2 separate regions of the Sus scrofa genome follow, and region 1 is linked to region 2. The links are chromatin contacts, called in public Hi-C maps. All regions are on one chromosome and are shown on one strand. The core of a region is the stretch at or near the end of the contact, and the rest is flanking DNA. Distances in the headings are between cores, read along the strand shown. Region 1 holds the start of TCTN2 (tectonic-2). Region 2 holds the start of ATP6V0A2 (V-type proton ATPase 116 kDa subunit a).

Evidence for each region. Hi-C and Micro-C count contacts between places; a contact is called where the count stands out from the background.
Region 1: a Hi-C map of skeletal muscle shows a contact between it and region 2, with 5 times the contacts expected there. The contact joins the promoter of TCTN2 here to the promoter of ATP6V0A2 in region 2. A contact is called at or near these places in 6 of 47 Hi-C or Micro-C datasets (embryonic fibroblasts, fibroblasts, heart right ventricle and 2 more) and 2 of 2 datasets of contacts at active chromatin or transcription factors (alveolar macrophages and skeletal muscle).

Annotation. Positions count from the first base shown.
Region 1 is chr14:29,330,452-29,336,221 of Sscrofa11.1, reverse strand. It overlaps TCTN2 (tectonic-2), which reads left to right and starts at 3,159. Exons shown (of 18, transcript XM_021072256.1): 1 at 3,159-3,698; 2 at 3,914-4,021; 3 at 4,427-4,515; 4 at 5,526-5,721. The coding sequence starts at 3,545. It overlaps GTF2H3 (general transcription factor IIH subunit 3), which reads left to right. Exons shown (of 13, transcript XM_021072258.1): 13 at 1-507.
Region 2 is chr14:29,295,696-29,302,097 of Sscrofa11.1, reverse strand. ATP6V0A2 (V-type proton ATPase 116 kDa subunit a) reads left to right here and starts at 4,403. Exons shown (of 19, transcript XM_021072229.1): 1 at 4,403-4,745. The coding sequence starts at 4,629. TCTN2 (tectonic-2) reads left to right here. Exons shown (of 18, transcript XM_021072256.1): 18 at 24-250. The coding sequence ends at 99.

The sequences.
Region 1 (5,770 bases), core at 1,910-4,409, 35 kb before region 2:
TGGCGTCGTCACCGCTGTGGCTCAGGTTATTGCTTCGGTGAGGGTTCGATTCCTGGCCCGGGAACTTCCGAGTGCCATGGGCACGGCCGAAACAAAAATAAAACCCTTAGGAGTTCCCGTCGTGGCGCAGTGGTTAACGAATCTGACTAGGAACCATGAGGTTGCGGGTTCGGTCCCTGCCCTTGCTCGGTGGGTTAACGATCCGGTGTTGCCGTGAGCTGTGGTGTAGGTTGCAGACGCGGCTCGGATCCCGAGTTGCTGTGGCTCTGGCGTAGGCCGGTAGCTACAGCTCCGATTCAACCCCTAGCCTGGGAATCTCCATATGCCTCGGGAGCGGCCCAAGAAATAGCAACAACAACAACAACAACAACAACAAAAAGACAAAAGACAAAAAAATAACATAAAATAAAACCCTTAGCCTAAGTGTAATGGAGATCATTATTTTAAGTCTAAAAAATAAAGCAGCATATATCTAAAATATGAATAACCTCAAACAAGCTGATAAGGTTTTTAAAATTTGTTTTATCATTTGAAATGTTTTATGTACTTGCTTAATTCTTGTTTAAATTTTATGTTTAACTTGTGTTTATGGTTGGTATAAATTTTTATAATAAATTAATTTACATTTTCATATTTGCTTACATTATTTTCTCTTACTCATTTTTTATTTCATGCTCATTCAGTTCATCTTCAAGTGTGTACTTTTTAACTGGGTTTGGTCATATGTCTTGCCAAAACTACACAAAAATATTGTTATAAGTATTATACAATTATAGATTAGTATGAAGTTTTTAATATACAATTTCTAAGTATGAAAGATTTAGAATAAAGATTTAAATGTTTGCTTGTAATTTTATGTTGCGAGCAATATTAACAAAACTTCAATTATTTGGTATTTTCATTGGATAGAGCAGGCCAATTTTAAGGTGTATTTATACTTTGGTGTCAGAAAAATGGGATACTTTTTTAATCTTGTAATAGTTTTAAAGCCATGAAATTCTCTTACAGGGTAAATAATGAAATAGTTGTTAACTATCTAGCCTGCTATTCTAAAGGCAGTCGCTTAGGCTTTATCTGCAAAAGGATTAATGCTCTGTTTTAAAAAAAAAAATTGATTATTTTGTTTATTTCAAATAATCCAAACATGATTTGTAAAAGTATCAGTAGTTCCTCAAAGAGAGCATGAGATTTCCAGATCCTACTTCTTGCTGTGGCACAGTGGGTTAAGAATCCCACTGCAGGAGTTCCCGTCTTGGCTCAGTGGTTAATGAATCTGAAGTTGCAGGTTTGATCCCTGGCCTCGCTCGGTTGGTTAAGAATCTGGCATTGCCCTGAGCTGTGGCGTAGGCCGGCAGCAACAGTTCCGAGTCTACCTCTACCCTGGGAACCTCCATGTGCCACAGGTGTGGCCCTAAAAAGACAAAAAAAAAAAAAAAAAAAAAAAAAAATCCCATTGCAAAGGCTTGAGTGACTTCTGAGAAACCGGTTCTATCCCCTGCCTGGTGCAGTGGGTTAAAGGATCTGGTAGCGGCCTCAGACGCCATCCCTAGCACAGGAACCTTACATGGATGTAGCCATAAAAATAAGTAAATAAATAGATAAATAGTAAGTTTCCATTGTGGCTCAGCGGTAACCAGCTCTACTGACGGGGGATCAATGGGTTAAGGATCCCTCTTGCTGAGAGCTGTGGTGTAGGTGGCAGAGGCAGCTGGATCCCAGGTTGCTGGGGCGTAGGCCGGTAGCTGCAGCTCTGATTGGACCCCTAGCTGGGGCACTTCCATGTGCCATGGATGTGGCCCTAAAAAGACCAAAAATAAATCAGTAAATAGAAACAATTCTATAATTATAGAATTATAGCACTGCAGGCCAGCTTTTTGTTCCTCCACCTAAAAACTCCATAAAAATCAAGCTTATTATGCAAAGCAATGAAACTAGAACACACCCTCACACCATGCACAAAAATAAACTCCAAATGGCTGAAAGGCTTACATATACGACAGGACACCATCAAACTCCTAGAAGAAAACATAGGCAAAACACTCTCTGACATCAACATCATGAATATTTTCTCAGGTCAGTCTCCCAAAGCAATAGAAATTAGAGCAAAAATAAACCCATGGGACCTCATCAAACTGAAAAGCTTTTGCACAGCAAAGGAAACCAAAAAGAAAACAAAAAGACAACTTACAGAATGGGAGAAAATAGTTTCAAATGATGCAACTGACAAGGGCTTAATCTCTAGAATATATAAGCAACTTATACAACTCAACAGCAAAAAAAAACAATCAATCAATGGAAAAATGGGCAAAAGACCTGAAGAGACATTTCTCCAAAGAAGATATACAGATGGCCAACAAACACATGAAAAAATGCTCAACATCGCTGATTATAAGAGAAATGCAAATCAAAACTACCATGAGATACCACCTCACACCAGTCAGAATGGCCATCATTAATAAATCCACAAATAACAAGTGCTGGAGGGACTGTGGAGAAAAGGGAACCCTCCTGCACTGCTGGTGGGAATGTAAACTGGTACAGCCACTATGGAGAACAGTTTGGAGATAACTTAGAAATCTATACATAGAACTTCCATATGACCCTGCAATCCCACTCTTGGGCATCTATCCGGACAAAACTCTACTTAAAAGAGACACATGCACCCGCATGTTCATTGCAGCACTATTCACAATAGCCAAGACATGGAAACAACCCAAATGTCCATCGACAGAGGATTGGATTCGGAAGATGTGGTATATATACACAATGGAATACTACTCAGCCATAAAAAAGGATGACATAATGCCATTTGCAGCAACATGGATGGAACTAGAGAATCTCATCCTGAGTGAAATGAGCCAGAAAGACAAAGACAAATACCATATGATATCACTTATAACTGGAATCTAATATCCAGCACAAATGAACATCTCAGAAAAGAAAATCATGGACTTGGAGAAGAGACTTGTGGTTGCCTGATGGGAGGGGGAGGGAGTGGGAGGGATCGGGAGCTTGGGCTTATCAGACACAACTTAGAATAGATTTACAAGGAGATTCTGCTGAATAGCATTGAGAACTATGTCTAGATACTCATGTCGCAACAGAAGAAAGGGTGGGGGAAAAACTGTAATTGTAATGTATACAAGTAAGGATAACCTGACCCCCTTGCTGTACAGTGGGAAAATAAAAAAAAAATTTTTAAAAATCAAGCTTATTAAGGTTCTTGTTTAGCATCCAATACCTGTAGGGTAGCTCTTGCAGTATTACTGAATTAGCTCTGGGTGGGGGAATTCCCGGTTTCAAATTGGAGGCGCACGGCTACGGTTCTGTGATCCTTTCCGTGGATCCTTTACGTCCTCAAGCCGGGAGGACGTAAGGCCTGTGGGTGGGCCCGGGACGCTGCGGCCGGATTTGGGGGCGGGCTTTCCCTACGGCTATTCCAATCACGAAGCTCCGCTCCGTCAGGCCGGAGGCCAATTGGTGGTTGCCATAGCTCCGGGCGCGCTTGACAAGATGGTGGTAGCGAGGCAGTCAGGGCGGAGTTATGGCGTTCCAGAGTTTCCAGGCTTCTAAGGCCGGCGCGGTCCTGTGTTGCCGGCCACGGGAGATCCCAGGCATGCGCTTGCCGCCGCCAGTCTCTCTGCTCTTGGGGTTTCTCCTTCTGCAGGGAGTCTTCAGTCCGCTCTGGGGGGACCTGGGTGCGTAAGGCTGCGTAGGGGGCCAGCGGGACTGGGGCTGAGGGTGAGGACGAGGGTTTTGAGGCCTGATTTGGGTCTCCTCCCGGAGCTCTGGAAAACACTGCCTAAGAAAGTCACCACTCAGCGTAGGCAGCGACTCTGCAACTATTAACTCTTCCCTGTCCCTTTCGACTCTGCAACTATTAACTCTTCCCTGTCCCTTTCTCTCCACCTAGTTTTCATCCCTCCTGTCATCCGCATGTCTGGCCCTGCGGTCAGCGCGTCCCTGGTCGGAGGCACCGAGGATGTGACCGTGTCACTGACTCTGCTGCAGGACGAGATGGGTAAAGAGTCCGGCCCTTCCTGTAGGGAGGGAGGAGATTGGGACCAGGGCCAGGCCGCCCAAGAAGCTTAGTCCTCAGGGTTCCTGGCCTCTCTGACCGCTGAAAAGTTGGGATGAGCGGCTGCTGTGGACCAGAGGACCAAAAGACAGATTCAGTAAACGAAAACTTGAAATCATACTAGTTAGCATTCATTGTGCTATCTCCAGGTCTTAAATGCATTACTTCATTTTTCTCATATGAACAGTAGTATCTTTTAATCCCATTTAACACGTGAAGAAACTGAAGTTCAGAGAGTTTGTTGCTTGTCCAAAGCCACACAGCTTCCATCCTAGAAGCCTGATTCAGGAGTGCACCCCCTTAGTTGCCGGACAATACTGCCTTGCTTTCTAATCTTCTCTCCCGTAGGATTATTCCCAGTTCCCGATTGTCGAATGCTAAGCAATGAGACTGGAAACTGGAGTTTGACTGTCACCCCCAGTATGGTAAGACCAGAGGTAAAAGCCTTTTCAGTAGCATCTGCAGAGGCCCATAATTAGAGTTCCTGCATGGCTTTCTTGGTTGGACAAGATGGATCTTTCTCAGTGCTTGGAACTACCATGAAACTGTGGGCTATCAGATCACCTAGACACCTATCCAGCCCAGAGGTTCTTAGGAGTTTTTGAGTTAGTTTCAAAAAGTCTGTGAGGAGTTCCTGCTGTGATGCAGGGGGATTGGCAGTGTCTCTGAAGCACAGGAATGCAGGGTCCATCCTTGACCCAGCACAGTGGATTAAGGATCTGCCGCAGCTTGGATCTGATACCTGACTTGGAAATCCATATGCTTCTGGGGTGACACACACACACACACACACACACACACAAAAGAGGAAGTCTGTGAACACTCTGAAATTGTGTTTAAAATTGTGTGTGTGTGCACACTTGCATGCACATTTTTTTCTGATAAGGGTTGCCAGCTTCCATGAGATTATCAAATGGATCTGTGACCCAAAAGAGCTTCATACACCATTGATCTCACCTAAATCTGAGCTTATGTGTAAGGACACTTGAGCCTAGAGATATCAAATATTTTACATTTAATGAATGTTTTATTCAGTGCCCAGTGTGTGTAAAGTATCAACTTCAGGGATAAAGGCTGAGAAAGGCAGACTTTGCACCCCAGGAACCAGGTCTGTTTTCACGGACATTTTTTGTATTACATCTTCTGCTGGTAGCGTCTAGTACCTTTATAGGTGCTAGACAAACTGAGTTAACTTATCACACTTGTGTTCAGCTTTCTCTGAATACCTGAAAATTGCTTACTTTTATGTTAAGTTGAGGATTAGGAATCAGGGCTTGATATTGCCATAGGTTTACGTGGTAGAATTGAACAGAATGACGTCATCCTTGTGTACAGTTTTCCTTTTGTAAAATGAACCGAGGCTGATCGCAGTTTCCATTGTGTGCCCTTATAATTATAGATGCTGTTTTGAGTCACTATAAAAAATACAGCAATATTTTCCTTTCAGAATTCATTGGAAGTGACAGTGAGGTTGAAGAGAGATCTGCAGTCCTGTTCCTCTAATGAGACAGCTTCTTTCTCAGAGTCCCCGTGCATTGTCCAGACTCTTCTGGTTTCAGCCTCACGTAATTCGTCCTGTTTAGCACATCTACTCATTCAAGCAGAAATTTATGCCAACTCCTCTCTGGCCCATAATGCATCAGGCAAGTAAAATCTCTGACTATCAAAACCTTTACTGCAAACATTATCCGA
Region 2 (6,402 bases), core at 3,154-5,653:
TAATTTGATTCATTGTCTTTCAGGGGAGCCTTATTGTCAGTGTGTGGCCAAGAGTTTACTCCTGGTATCCTTCATCACATTGGCTGTGTTCCTCAGTAACCCCTGGACCAGAATATGCAAAGCTTGGCATCCATCTACCATCTGACTTCTTACAGATCATCTGTTTTTACTTCAGGGCTTTGCTGTCCTCCTGGGTACCTTTCTGTAAAAGCTTAATAAATAAATTATTTTATTTTTATAGAAAAGGTTATTAAGTGCTCTGCAAATTTAACTCATGTATATAGCTATCCAGATGTTCAAGCAATGCAGAATGGGTGTCCTCTCTGCTATACCAGACTCAGCAAAATGCATGAGAGGGTCAACTGAGGAGATAAATATTGTTAAATTTGAGTTCATCACAAATTATGAAAGTCTTAGGAGTCTTGGTCCAAATGTCATTTGCATCATAGAGAGTCAGTCTTTAAATTTGGTATATATTTCTGTTGAACTGATTAGTTTCCACTATTCCAAAGAAAAGATTAAAAATTCATTAAAGTCTTAAAAAGTTTATATAGTACAAAAGTAAAAAAAAAAAAAAAAGGATGAAGAAGGATGTGGGGATTGGGGGAAGGAAATAGAATAGGAGTTAAGTAAAACAAAACCAGAAGTGAACACAAGCCCACAAAGATATATGCCAAGGATCTTGTATTTACCAAAGGTAGATCCCATATTTAGCCTTTAGTTTACAAAAAACCAATATGATTAGCTACAGGAATCATGGGATCCACAGATTAGAAGTAAGCTGGCTTTCAATGAAGGACATTTTTCCCTAGTTTTTATTTTTATTATTATTTTTAAAGATATTTTTATTTTATTTTATTTTTCAGGGCTGCACCCATGGCATATGGAGGTTCCCAGGCTAGGAGTCTAATCAGGGCTGTAGCCACCAGACCACGTCACAGCCACAGCCATGCCAGATCCTTAACCCACTGAGCAAGGCCCAGAATTGAACCTGCGTCCTCATGGATACTAGTCAGATTCATTTCCACTGAGCCATGATGGGAACTCCTATTTTTATTATCATTATTTTTTTAATGGCTGCACCCACAGCATATGGAAGTTCCTGGGCCAGGGACTGAATCTGCAGCTGTGATCTATGCTGCAGCTGTAGCAGCACTGGATCCCTAACACACTGCACAGGGCTGGGGAATCCACCCCACGCCTCCCCAGCAACCCAAGCTGCTGCAATTGAATTCTTAATCCACTGTGCCATAGTGGGCACTCCCTTAGTTGAGTCTTAAGAGAAATTTCTCCTGGGGCCCCAGGAAGGGACAGACAGCATGATGCAGTAGGGGTTGGGATCGGGTGGGGTAGGAAGAAGGGATGTCTTCAACCACAGCCCTAGAGTGGCCACACTGTGATCACTGTGAGGTTTCTTTGGCGGCCAGATAAATTTATTTATTTATTTAGTCTTTTTGCTATTTCTTTGGGCCGCTCCCTCGGCATATGGAGGTTCCCAGGCTAGGGGTCCAATCGGAGCTGTATCCCCTGGCCTACGCCAGAGCCACAGCAACGCGGGATCCGAAGCCGCATCTGCAACCTACACCACAGCTCACGGCAACACCGGATCGTTAACCCACTGAGCAAGGGCAGGGATTGAACCCGCAACCTCATGGTTCCTAGTCGGATTCGTTAATCACTGCGCCACGACGGGAACTCCCATGGCCAGATGAATTTAGTCCTTGTTGAGCACTGTGGATAAACCGAAGTTTGAAAAGCAACTCTCTCCTGTCTCACAAGTTTTGGTTGAGTTCCTGATGCCTCCTGTGGTCCCGCACCACACAGAATGTGTTGTTCCATCTTCACTCAACATTCCCAGGGGAGTTTCAGATCTTACCTCCACTCTAAGTCTCGTTCTCTTTTTTCCTAATTCATATTAAACATGTAACAAATGACATAAAAATTACTCCCTTGGGTATTCCCTGGTGGCCTAATGGTTCGGACTCTGTGCTTTCACTGCTGTGGCCCTGGTTCAGTCTTTGGCCTGGGAACTGAGATTCCATGTGAAGCTGCTCGACAAAAAAAAAAAATCCTCCCTCCAGCACCACTGTTTGTATTACTCTGTGGAATCACTGCTTTCTCCCCAGCTGTGCTGCTTTTTCTTTGATGTGGATCTCTGTGGGTTAAAGTCATTACACTCTCTAGGAGTTGAAAATTATCTTTTGTCAAAGGAAAGGAAATGCTAACTGATTAACTACAGCAATTCAGTCTTTCTATGGAAGTTAGTATAACTAGCTCTAGAAAGTGAATTAATTAATTAATTAATTTGGTCTTTTGTCTTTTTAGGGTTGCACCTGCGGCAGATGGAGGTTCCCAGGCTAGAGGTCTAATCAGAGCTACAGCTGCCGGCCTACGCCACAGCCACAGCAACGATGGATCCAACCTGTGTCTGTGAGCTATACCACAGCTCACGGCAACGCTGGATCCTTAACCCATGGTTCCTAGTCAGATTCCATTCACTACTCCATGATGGGAACCCCAGAAAGTAAATTTAAAATTTTCCAGTAACCAGTAATTTGACCTGATTTTGTGGGCTTTTGTTAGGGTGACTTTATATTTATGAAGGGGAAAAACTTACTTTAGCAGTTAGAACAGGATTGGGGGGCATGCTATATGGTTTTGACTTTTCTAAGTTTATACATGCATTTATGCATCTAAGAAATATTTATTGAGAGGCTACTATGCGCTGGGACTTGCAGATACCAAGACTGTGTCCCTTGTCTGGTGGAGCTGTCAACTGGAGAAAAAAGCACAACCTAAAAGCTGAAAGTTATGTTTCATTCAGGGCATTTATTGAGGAATATAGCCTGGAAGGCAGTCTCTCCCTTACTTAAATTTCCTGGCCTGGGAACTTCTATCTGTCATACATTCAGCAGTGAAAAAAAGGCAAAAAAAAAAATAAAAAAATAAAAAAGATTACTGCTAATCACAAAAAACACACCACAAGTTAATGATTTTAGCGCTTATATATGTATGGGGAGATTCGAGTCTGAGCTTATCAAAATTATTTCTTTGATATGCATCTTAACTAGGGCTAGTATCCTGTTTTTCTCCATTCTGAATTCCCCTGAGGGTGAACTGTTGGGGGTGGCTGCAGACTTTCTTCCGTCCAGACAACACAGTTTAGTGGGGAAAACTGGCAATAAACACCCATGAGATAATTTCAGTGATAGGTGCTATGAAGAAAATAAAACAGGGCTATGGTGGGATGGGATGGTAGGTCTACTTTTGCTAGGAGTCAGGAAGTACCTTTCAGAGCCAGGGACTTTTGACCTAGGAGCTTTTTTTTCTTTTTAGAGCCAGACAGACTGCATATGGAAGTTACCAGGCTAGGAGTCGAATTGGAGCTACAGCTGCCCGGCCTTCGCCACAGCCACAGGGGATCCGAGCTGCGGCTGCAACCTACACCACAGCTCAGGGTAACGCAGAATCGCTGACCCACCGAGCAAGGCCAGGGATTGGACCCACATCCTCATGGATACTAGTCGGGTTCGTTTCTTCTGGGTCACGTCGGGAACTCCCAATAGGAGCTAATTTTGAGAAGGTCTGGGGGAAGAGGTGTTCGAGGCCGAGGGAGGAGAGGGGTCAGTAAGTTCAAGTGCACGGACCTGGAAAGCGAAAGAAGGCAGGTGCGGAGGTGGGGCGGGAGGAGAACAGAGCTTGGGGAAGGCAGAGGTTAGACACCCGTGGGTAAGAAGTTTGGATTTTATTTAGAACACAGTGAGAAGTGCCGGAAAAATTTACGTAGGCTCACATTAGATTTTCGTCTTGTCAGAGATCACTGCAGCTGCTGTGCGCAAGATCGTAAAAGGCAAGAGCAGCCCGCAGGATTACAGTGCCGCGCATCAGACTCTGCTTTCAGGTCCTCACAAAGGCCAGGAACCCAGAGAGAAGCCAGAAAGGCAGGAACCAGCCGCAAACACCACTTGAAATTGTAACTCCGTTGATAGGCAGATCTTTGGAGACAAAGATTCTCGGAGCTTGTCGGGAGCTTGGGGATGGGAAAGGGACTGACTGCAGCTGAACAAGAGGAATACTTCTGGGGTTGATGGAAATGTTCTAAAAGTGATTGTGACGATGGCTGCACAGCTGTAACTTTACTAAAAATTACAAAATTGTATGCTCTAGTTGGGTGAACTTCATGGCATTTAAACTCAGTAAAACTCCTTTTTAAAAGCGCCCAACCGCAGAGCGACCGGCTGTTTTCCGCCTGGGTCTGGCAGGGTTCGGGTAGCCTCCCCAGTGCCACTGGGGTTTGCGCCGGTTGGCCCCGCAGCCGCAGCCGTGAGCAGCAACTCCGGGCGCCATTGGTCGGCCGGCAAGGTGGGGGAGGTGGGTGGGGGGAGGAACCGGAACCGGCTGCAGTCGGGGGGCGGGGCTTCGCGGGTGGCGGTGGCGGCGACTGGAGCGGCGGCCGCGGTGGCAGGTTCTGGGGCAGCTGCTGCAGTCCGTAGCCCCATGGTGCGGGGCCGCGGCCAGGCCTCAGGAGGAGCCCGAGCCCCAGACCGTACCGGCTTGACCGTGCGGGCCCGCGCAGCCCGGAGTGCCCGCTGCCCGTCGGGCCCCGCGGGGGCGCAGCCCGGCTGGCCATGGGGTCCCTGTTCCGAAGCGAGACCATGTGCCTGGCGCAGCTCTTCCTGCAGTCCGGCACGGCCTACGAGTGCCTCAGCGCCTTGGGCGAGAAGGGCCTGGTCCAGTTCCGAGACGTGAGTGTCGCCCGGGAGACGCGGGACCGCGAAGCTACCGCATCGCGCCTTTCGCTCGGGCCTTCTTTCCGGGGATGCCTGGGCAGGGACGCCCCGTCCTCCCCATTTCCCAGGCGGGGAAGCTGAGGTCCACTATCCGGCCTGAGCTTCCGCAGAGCGGGGCTGGAGCCCAGGGTCGCCGGATGTCTGGTCCGCAGCCGCTCTGGCGGGGTTAGTTAGGAACGCTCCTCGTTGTTTTCATCAGCTCGGGTCGGACCATCTGATGCTTCGGAGCGCCGACTCTGTGCCAGGCACTGGGCTAACCAGGAGAACAAATCTGTTGAGGCCTTTCAGAGCCCTTCTAGAACTTACAGAGGTGGCAGAGGAAAAATATTGAGCAAAAGAATACGTAAAAAGGAATATGTTTGCTACACAGAAAGTAAACCGAGGTGGTGAGATGGTGATTCCGGTGGGGGTGATCAGGGAGGCCTCTTGAAGGAGGTGTCCTTGGGCTGAGACCTGAATGGGAAGGAGCCCGCCCTGGGAAAATTTGGGGGAACAAGGTCCCAGGTGGAGGGAACAGGAAGAGTTGGAGCCTGAATTGGGAATGAACTTGGTGTAGGCTCCTGAGGGTAAGATTTTTGAGGGTGAGTGTTTTTGTTCACTGATGATGTACATACCGCTGCCTAGTAAGGAACAGGAGTGCAGTCAGAATGGGAACTCTCCCTAGCAAGTAGTAATAAACACTTTTGTTTATGTATCTGTTTACTTGTTTATTGTTTGTCTCCACCATGAAAACTCTCACACCTCCCCCCCCATTTAAGGACCTTGCCTGAGCTTTTTCATTCCTGATTCCTCAGTACTCAGTACAGTCCCTGGCTTTGTGGGCATTAATAAGCATTTGTTGAGTGAATGAACAAGCTTTTATTGAGTGCTTGCTTGGTCCGATTCGGAGTTTGGTGCTGAGGACTCAGGGGTGAGCAGGGTGGACAAGGTCCCTGTGTTTTTATTGTTGACAGTTAAGGAGGAGACAGAATCACATTCTGATTATGAACTGTGATAAGTGCCATGGAAGGAAAAGAACAGTGCGAAAGGGGGATTATGAAGCAGGACCTAACGCTGGCTAATTGAACTGAAAGTCACTTGAGTGAACATTTTATTTCCTGGGACCCAACTTTCAAATCCTGTAATTTCCCTTCATCTTTCTGAGGGCTCCTTGGTTTCAAGATGGAACAGCCGTGCCTGAGATCTGATATCATTGATCCTTGGGTTGGCCTCACAAGGCAATTGCAAGGTCAGAGAGAAATGTCTGAGTGACAGGTGAGCTCTTCCTGGTTCCTGGAGCCATTTGGGCTTCAGCACGTGGTGCCCACTTTCCTGGCAGGTGCTATGCTGAGCTGTGAGTAGCACCTTCTGAAAGATTCAGGAAACAGTTATGAGAGAAGCAGCCTCCTTTCTTTTTTTTTTTTTCTTTTGACCATGCCCACGGCTTGTGGAAGTTCCCAGGCCAAGGGCTGAACCCATGCCACAGCAGTGACAACGCTGTATCCTTAACTTGCTGCACCACCAAGGAACTCCCCAGGCTCCCTTCTTTATAACAGGGAAATTTCTTCCATCCTGTTAGTACTCAGGCCAAGAGACTTAATTCATGCTTAAATCTTAGAGGTTTGAACAAATG